2 separate regions of the Ovis aries genome follow, and region 1 is linked to region 2. A link is a contact called in public Hi-C data. All regions are on one chromosome and are shown on one strand. Each heading gives the region's core, a stretch centred on a gene start, on an enhancer-like site or on the middle of the called end of the contact. The rest is flanking DNA. Distances are from core to core; before and after follow the strand shown.

Region 1 (4,080 bases), core at 1,425-3,924, 42 kb after region 2:
TGCCCTCCTCCAAGGGATTTTCCCGACCCAGGGATTGATCCCACGTCTCCTATGTCTCCTGGATTGGCAGGCAGTTTCTTTAGCACTAGGTCAGAGAACATGCTGCTGCTGCTGCTAAGTCGCTTCAGTCGTGTCCGACTCTGTGTGACCCCATAGACAGCAGCCCACCAGGCTCCCCCGTCCCTGGGATTCTCCAGGCAAGAACACTGGAGTGGGCTGCCATTTCCTTCTCCAATGCATTAAAGTGAAAAGTGAAAGTGAAGTCGTTCAGTGATCTCCAACTCTTCACGACCCCATGGACTGCAGCCTACCAGGCTCCTCCGTCCATGGGATTTTCCAGGCAAGAGTACTGGAGTGGGTTGCCATTGCCTTCTCCGAGGTCAGAGAACATAGTAAGAGCTTAATGTACCACCAGAAGTGTAACTTTCTGAGGAAGCATGTGGGTCTGGGTTTGAATCCTAGCTTCACTACTCCTAAGATATTAATACTTTGTTTGGGCCACTAATACTTAACTTTGCTGGATCTCACACTCTTCAGCTAAGAAATGGGAATATTAAAGAATGTATCTACTCTTCCAAGGGTTAGAGAAATAATCCATGTAAAGCCCATTTAAGCTCCATGAGAGGGCAGATACTGTTTTTTCTTTTTCACTGTTCTATCCCTAGCACAAAGATTGGTGGTTGACAACTTATTAATCAATATTTGTAGAATGAGCAATAAAAAGGCGATCTTCCTAAGTACACATTAGCTATTACTAGCCTATAAGGTCCTACATGGGGCTTTCCAGGTGGCTAAATGCTAAAGAATCCGCCTGCCAATGCATGAGACATAGGTTCAATCCTTGGGTTGGGAAGATCCCCTGGAGAAGGAAATGGCAACCCACTTCAGAATTCTTGACTGGAAAATTCCACCGACAGAGGAGACTAGTAGGTTACATTCCTTGGGGTTGCAAAGAGCCACGCACAACTTAGCGGTGGTAGTGGTTTAGTTGCTCAGTCGTGTCCCACTCTTGCAACCCCATGGACTGTAACCTACCAGGCTTCTCTGTCCATGGAATTCTCTAGGCAAGAATACTGGAGTGGGCTGCCATTTCCTTTTCCAGGGGATCTTCCCAACCCAGGAATCGAACCCTGGTCTCCTGCATTGCAGGCAGATTCTTTACCGACTGAGCTTGGAGGGAAGCCCCACAACTTGGTGACTAAACAACGAAAAAAGGTCCTAGTGATTTCCCACCTGCTTCATTTTATGATTTAATCTCGTGCCATTTGCCACCCTCTCACTCTGCTCCATCTGCCCTCCCCTCTCCATGCTGCTGCTGCTGCTGCCAAGCCACTTCACTCGTGTCCGACTCTGTGTGACCCATAGACAGCAGCCCACCAGGCTTCCCCGTCCCTGGGATTCTCCAGGCAAGAACACTGGAGTGGGTTGCCATTTCCTTCTCCAATGCATGAAAGTGAAAAGTGAAAGCGAAGTTGCTCAGTCGTGTCCGACCCTCAGCGACCCCATGGACTGCAGCCCACCAGGCTCCTCCATCCATGGGATTCTCCAGGCAAGAGTACTGGAATGGGGGGCCATCGCCTTCTCCCCCCCTCTCCATAGCTCCTCAAATGTCACATGTGCCAGCTTCAGGGCTTGTGCACCTGCTGGCCTCACCACCCCAAGAAATACTCCATCTACATAGCTTGTTATTGCAGCTCCTTCAGCTCTCTGCTCAATGTCACCTTTTCTGAGAGACCTCCTCTGGCCACTCCTGTCACCCTCTAGTCTCATATCCTGTTTTACTTTTCTCCAAAACATTTACTGCCTGACTTCCCCTCCCCCTTCCCCCCCTTTGGGCTCTCTTCAGTGTAATGCAAGCTCCATGAGGGCAGGGCTTAGTCTATTTTACTCACCACTCTATTTCACAACGCCCGCGCTGCCAGGATTTAGCAGATTTAATTATATTTGCTGGATTTACAGCCATATAAACGACCACCTCGGAGAAGGCAATGGCACCCCACTCCAGTACTCTTGCCTGGAAAATCCCATGGACGGGGGAGCCTGGAGGGCTGCAGTCCATGGGATCGCTAAGAGTCGGACACGACTAAGCGACTTCACTTTTACTTTTCACTTTTACGCATTGGAGAAGGAAATGGCAACCCACTCCAGTGTTCTTGCCTGGAGAATCCCAGGGACGGGGAAGCCTGGTGGGCTGCCGTCTATGGGGTCGCGCAGAGTCGGACAAGACTGAAGCGACTTAGCAGCAGTAGCAGCAGCAAACGACAACCTGGCTTCCCTGGTGGCGCAGACGGTAAAGCGTCTGCCTGCAATATGGGAGACCCGGGTTCGATCCCTGGGTAGGGAAGATCCGCTGGCGAAGGTAAATGGCATCCTACTGCTGTACCGTTGCCTGTAAAATCCTAGGGACAGGATTGCTACGGTCCATGGGGTCGCAGAGTCGGACACGATTGAGCAACTTCGCTTTCCTTTCCTTTACAAACGACCACCTGGGTAGTCCCGTGGGGCTAGAAGCCGCGGGGACTTTTGGCCAGGATTGGCCACAGACTCCGTCACGTGACTGGCTGTGTCCCGCCCGCCTTGGAGGCTAAGGAGGTCCACGTGGTTTTGACTCCGGGGCGGGGTGGGGGTGGGGCGCTGGAGGAGGTACTGCGCAGGCGCAGTCCGTGGCGCAGGCGCAGACGCCTCCCGGGCGCGCGGCCGGCGGCGGTTGGCGGCGTGTGGGGCCGGCTGGCGGTTGCCGGGAGCGGGACCGGAGCTCAGGCAGCTAGAGCCGGCGCCATGGTGGAGAAGGAGGAGGCGGGCGGCGGTATCAGCGAGGAGGAGGCGGCGCAGTATGACCGGCAGATCCGTCTTTGGGGATTGGAGGCCCAGAAACGGTCAGGGCTGGTGCGGCTTGTTGAGGGGGGAGGGTTGAGGATCTGGCGGGGGGCGTCTGGCCTGAGGCGTTGGCGGCCTTCGGGGAACCCGACGGTTTAATTTGAAAAGAGGAGGCGGGAATCGTGTCAGGCGTGGGCGCCCTCCTGAGAGGACTGGAGGGGGTAGATTTGGTCTGCTTCCTCAGAAGCTTTGGGAAGCAGGGACGTCCCAGGTGGTGGGAGGGTCGTTCCGAGGGGTTGGCGGCCTCTCGAAGGGGAGGTTCAGGGACTCGACGCCCGAAGGGAGTGATGGTGGGATTTGGATCGGGGTTGCGGGCTTAGGGAATAGGAGAGGGGAGGAATGCCTGGAAACGGTGAAGTGGGGGCGGGGGGCATAGTTGATTCATTCATAGGTAGCAGAAACCTCGTCTTGGCTGGCCGCTCGGGGAGACTGGCGAGCCAAACGGATGCGAACTTGCGTTCATTCTTGTGGCCTCTAAGTGGTGGGCCAGTCTGAGAGAATGATGGCTTTTTTCTTTTCTTTTCCTTTTTTTTTTTTTTTTTGAGGAATTTTGTAGTACTTTATTTCAAGTGGGCATCCCGAGAGGCTCGGAAGGTCTCGGGGCGCTGGAGGTACCCGAAGAGGCTTCTTATGTGTAGATCTGGGGATGCCTCCAGAGAGGACGGGATTGGGCATACCTTCGTCTTGGGCAAGTAATTTTCTGAGGGGATGAAATCTTTGAAAGAGGCGATGGATTTGATCAGATATTTATTGAGCACCTACCGCAGACACCGTTGTAGGCACTGAGCGGGTGTCAGTGAACGATGGAGACTACATTCTTGTGGGGAAGGCAGTAAACCTAAAGAAATAGCAAAATATTGGGCAATGCAAGAGTCAGGGAGAAAAAATAAAGCAGGAAAAGAGGATCAACAAAGGATGGTGAGGTGGAAGAGCTGTTTTAAAATTTTATTTATTTTTGGCTGTGCTGGGTCTTCCTTGCTCTGTGGGCTTCTCATTCATTGTGGGGACTTTTCTTGGTGCAGAGCGGGGGCTCTAGGGTTCTGAGACTTTAGTAGTTGTGTCTCCTGGGCTCTAGAGCTAGGGCTTAGTTGTGGTGCACAGGCTTAGTTGCTCGGTGGCAGTAGAATCTTCCCTGGATCAGGGATCGAATCCTTTGTTGGTAGACGGGTTCTTCACCACCGAGCCACCAGGGAAATCCTGTTT
Region 2 (4,129 bases), core at 236-2,735:
GGGTGAAAGTGACTTTTCTCTAGCTAGATTGTGAGGTGGTTACATGACTCTCTGTATCTGTCAAAACTCAAAGAGTTGTTTTTTTTTTTTAACTGGATACAAACTGCTGCTGCTGCTTAAGTCGCTTGAGTCGTGTCCAACTCTGTGCGACCCCATAGACGGTAGCCCACCAGGCTCCCGTCCCTGGGATTCTCCAGGCAAGAACACTGGAGTGGGTTGCCATTTCCTTCTCCAATGCAAAAGTGAAGTCGCTCAGTCGTGCCCGACTCTTAGCGACCCCATGGACTGCAGCCAAATAGGCTCCTCCGTCCATGGGATTTTCCAGGCAAGAGTAAACTATACCTTGACAAACCTGACTGTGAAAGTGTATGTATAAATCAATAACTGAGAGATTTAATGGTAAAGAACTGTAGTGTGTCCCACTTACTTTCAAGCGGCTCAAGAACAAAGGAGAGCAACTAATAAATGGGGCAAAATATGCTAATCAAGGGATCTCAGATGGAAGAATTCTTGCCGCTCACTCTCACAGAGCCATCACCAACAGCCCCAGGCATCATGTCTCAAACCTGGAGTGGACAGCTGGACGCTGATGTATCTGGACAGACAGAAATGTCCCTGAGATCTAAGAAAACAAGGCTGCAGAAAAGGGAGGGAGAGAGAACACAGAGGAGAGCGAGGTGAAGGCCCCATCCTCAGTGGCACCACAGCCGGGCCCCAAGGGTGGCCCAGGAGCCTCAGGTCCCACCCCTGGGGGCCAGGCTGCAACTCTGTCCAGGCGAGGAGGAGACGGCTGGCCTCCTGCCTTTATCGGGGTTATTACTCTGGGCCCGTTGTGAAGGTTGAAGTTTTACTTTCTGACCACCCAAATTCGATTCTGGAATGGTTTTTCCAGGTTCAACACTCGTTTTTTTAAAAAATATTTATCTGTTTTGGCTGCACTGGGTGGTCACTGCTGCATGGGGCTTTCTCTAGTTGTGGTAAGTGGGGACTACTCTCCAGTTGTGGTGTCAACACTCACTTTCAACCTACTGAGACCTGACTTGAGATAGGGCATGATACCGATGCTCTCAGAATGTTTATGGCCAGAAATGGAAATGTGCCACCATGATTTGCTCTGGTTTTTCATTAGAGTGTCTTGAGCCGTGCTGTCCAATATGGTGGTCACTGGTCACGTGTGGCTACCAGGTGCTTGAAATGGGGCTATAAGTAGAAAACAAGCACCAGATTCCTTAGACTTGGTATATATTAAAAAAAAATACAAAATATCACGATTTTTTTTCATATATTTATTCCTTGCTGAAATGGTACTCTGGACATGAATATACTGGATTAAATGAAATACATTAGTAACATTAATCTCATCTGTTACTTCTTACTTTTTTCTAACATGGCTACTAGAGAAATTTGCAGGTAGCTCTGCTGTGTTCTTCTTGGGCAGCACTGGTCTAGAGCGCAAACTCTAAACCTCCAGGAGGGGGCAGCCCTCAGTCAGAGATGACTCAGCTCTTCAAATGAGAAATGAAGCCACATTACTTTTTCCACTCCTTACCCTGAGAATGACTCACAGGTTCTAGACAGCTACCAGTTACAAAACCCTATTCCTAGGCTCACAGGCCAAAAGGAGTGCCGGAGATGAGGACTTTCTCCCTGATGCTCTCCCAGGGACGAGTGGACGTCCTCTTGCTCTGCCTGTTCAGGGCTTCCCCTCAACCCCTCAGGGAGCCCCGGGCCCCATCTAAACAGTGAAGCCACCACTGGGTGGATTCTTGGAAGCTGGCTAAGGCACTGATTCTTCCCATTATCAAAAAATAGCCCCAAACCTTCTGGGAACCAGACAGAAGGTGGGAAAGCCTTCACCTGGGAGAACACATTCTCTCACACCCAATCACCCTACTCACACCCATTCACCCAATGACGAAGTGAAGTGAAAGTCCATTCTACTCTTTGCAACCTACGGTCCATGGGATTCTCCAGGCCAGAATACTGGAGTGGGTAGCTGTTTCCTTCTCCAGGGGATCTTCCCAACCCAGGGATGGAACCCAGGTCTCCCACATGGCAGGCAGATTCTTTACCAGCTGAGCCACCAGGGAGGCCCCCCCCGCCCCATGACAGATGTTAGGAAACCAAGAACAGGGACCGGGGCCCCAAAGTCCTCAGTCTGATTCCCCAGGGAGAACAAAGGACATGAGAATGAGTTTCAGACGTCCTCTGGCTGGTAAGGAAGCCCTGATACCTCAGTGGAGGGGGCCCCCACCCTCAGAACTCCCAACGCCCTGTACCTTTTCTACTACATAAAAGACTTGGAAAAAAACATTTGACTTTTCCATCAAAACAGAAGCCATCCGAAGCCTCACTTCCTCTCCATGCTCCCTGGGCTCTCAGAAGGCCAGCTAGGAAATCACGAGGTGTGTTTGGAGACACACCAGGCCAAATTCCTTTCAGGGAGCCGCTCTCCAGTGAACACCGCCCCAGGCAGAGAGAAAACACACATGTGACCGTCCCCATCCTCCCTACAGAGCATATGGTCCCTACTCCCTCCTGAACTCGACCCAGCTCCAGGTCAACGCAGCTGGCATCTTGGTCCCGCACGGAGGCCAAGCCCCTGGCCGTCCCAGTCCCTGTCAGCCCGGGCATTACCTTGTCCAAGAGCTCTCGGGTCTCCTCGGTCAGGGGGTCGTGAGAGAACATGCAGTCATCACCGTTGATACAGTTTCCAGTCGTGTGGTACAGCTTACACGGGAAATCACGTACACCGCAAGTTAAGGCGAATGCCTCACCTCATGAAACTCACCCCAGGAGAGAAACCAAGCCCCTCTGTTTCAGAGAGGAGGAGACTGAAGCCCAGAGAGGTACAGTGACTGGTTCAGCTGTGCACAGCAGGTTGGCAACTGAGCCAAGAAGAGATGCCTGTCTGGAGTGCAGCCTGCTCCACCACACAGGCCTTGAGGCCCTGTCCTCAGATCCTCACTCAACAGGAAGAGGGTAAAAGTTCAATGATCTGCCCACGGATACTCAGCCATTTGGAAAAGTCTCAGAAAGACAGCGGGCAATGGCACGGTCTCGAGAATATACTTGATCCTTGAATGACATGGGGGTTGGGGCACTAACCCTCTGCCCAGTCAAATACAGGAGTATAATTTATAATCTGTCCTCCACACCCTCGGTTTTCCATCTGTACCAAGAATACGGAGGATAGATTATATATAAATTATACTCAGATTTTTGTGTCTTAAGATACAACCAACTGCAGATCCTGCAGTACTGTGGTATTTACTACCAAAAACAACCCACATGAGTGGACCTGCAGAGTTCAAACCCACGCCGCTCAGGGGTCAACTGTGTATGTATGGGGAACACATAACATGCGTGCCTCAGTTTACTCATCTGCAGAATGGCAAGAGCAGACCTGTCGCAGGGCAAAGGTGACGGCTGAAAGAGATGGAGACGGGCAGAGGGCTCTCGGCACCTCCTCGGTGCACAAATGGAGTGCGGTGAAGGCCAGCTGTTAACACCAGTAAGGAGAAAAGGTCTACACCCTCCATGCGCTCGAAGGCGGGCACCAAAGGATATCATGCATGTAGGGGCAGTTCTCGGCTCGGGCACAAAACCCAGTGATGTAAAACTTGCACAGTTCTCGCTTCTTTGGTAGCTCGATGTCGTGGCTAAAATTACAGTGGTCTCCCTGGAAGAGAACCAGTCAAAGGTAAGCTGTTCACCAAGGAAGTACTACTCTGTCACTGGGGAAGCACAGAGGGACCGATGACAAAAATGAACAGTCCCCTCCACACAGCCCCTGGCATTTATTCTGACCCATAATGCAGTTTCCCACCAGCCTGAAACTTCTGCCAAAGCCTGTGCCCCTTTCTCCTGCCCGTGCCCCCTCCCCCTTGTCCTCAGCTACCCCACCCCCGCCACTCTGCTGCCTCCACTGCTTCTAACCCCTCCTCCTGCCTCCCCCCCTCTTACCCACGTACTGCTTTCTGCATAACAGCCAGTGTTCAGTTTCACTCTTCCTTCTTCCTAACAGAACCCCAAGCTGGGGTTAAAATTACTCTATTTCCCAGCTTCCTATGCAGTTCTGCCCAATGAGATGTACATAAAGTCCCAGGGAAGACAATGCTGCCAAGGC

The links. Hi-C and Micro-C count contacts between places; a contact is called where the count stands out from the background.
Region 1: a contact with region 2 is called in a Hi-C map of liver, with 2.3 times the contacts expected there. The contact joins the promoter of SAE1 here to the enhancer-like site in region 2. A contact is called at or near these places in 8 of 16 Hi-C or Micro-C datasets (blood, liver, muscle and 2 more).

What each region holds. Positions count from the first base shown.
Region 1 is chr14:53,933,414-53,937,493 of ARS-UI_Ramb_v3.0, forward strand. It overlaps SAE1 (SUMO1 activating enzyme subunit 1), which reads left to right and starts at 2,675. Exons shown (of 8, transcript XM_060398145.1): 1 at 2,675-2,876. The coding sequence starts at 2,779.
Region 2 is chr14:53,893,001-53,897,129 of ARS-UI_Ramb_v3.0, forward strand. ZC3H4 (zinc finger CCCH-type containing 4) reads right to left here. Exons shown (of 15, transcript XM_042232222.2): 10 at 3,571-3,682; 11 at 2,638-2,747. Among named protein-coding and RNA genes, the nearest start is that of ZC3H4, 25 kb to the right of the region's middle. Within about 2 kb of position 1,486, at least 30 of the 54 cell types and tissues checked have an H3K27ac peak or open chromatin away from gene starts, as enhancers often do. A contact at or near this core is called in liver and muscle, where this site is marked.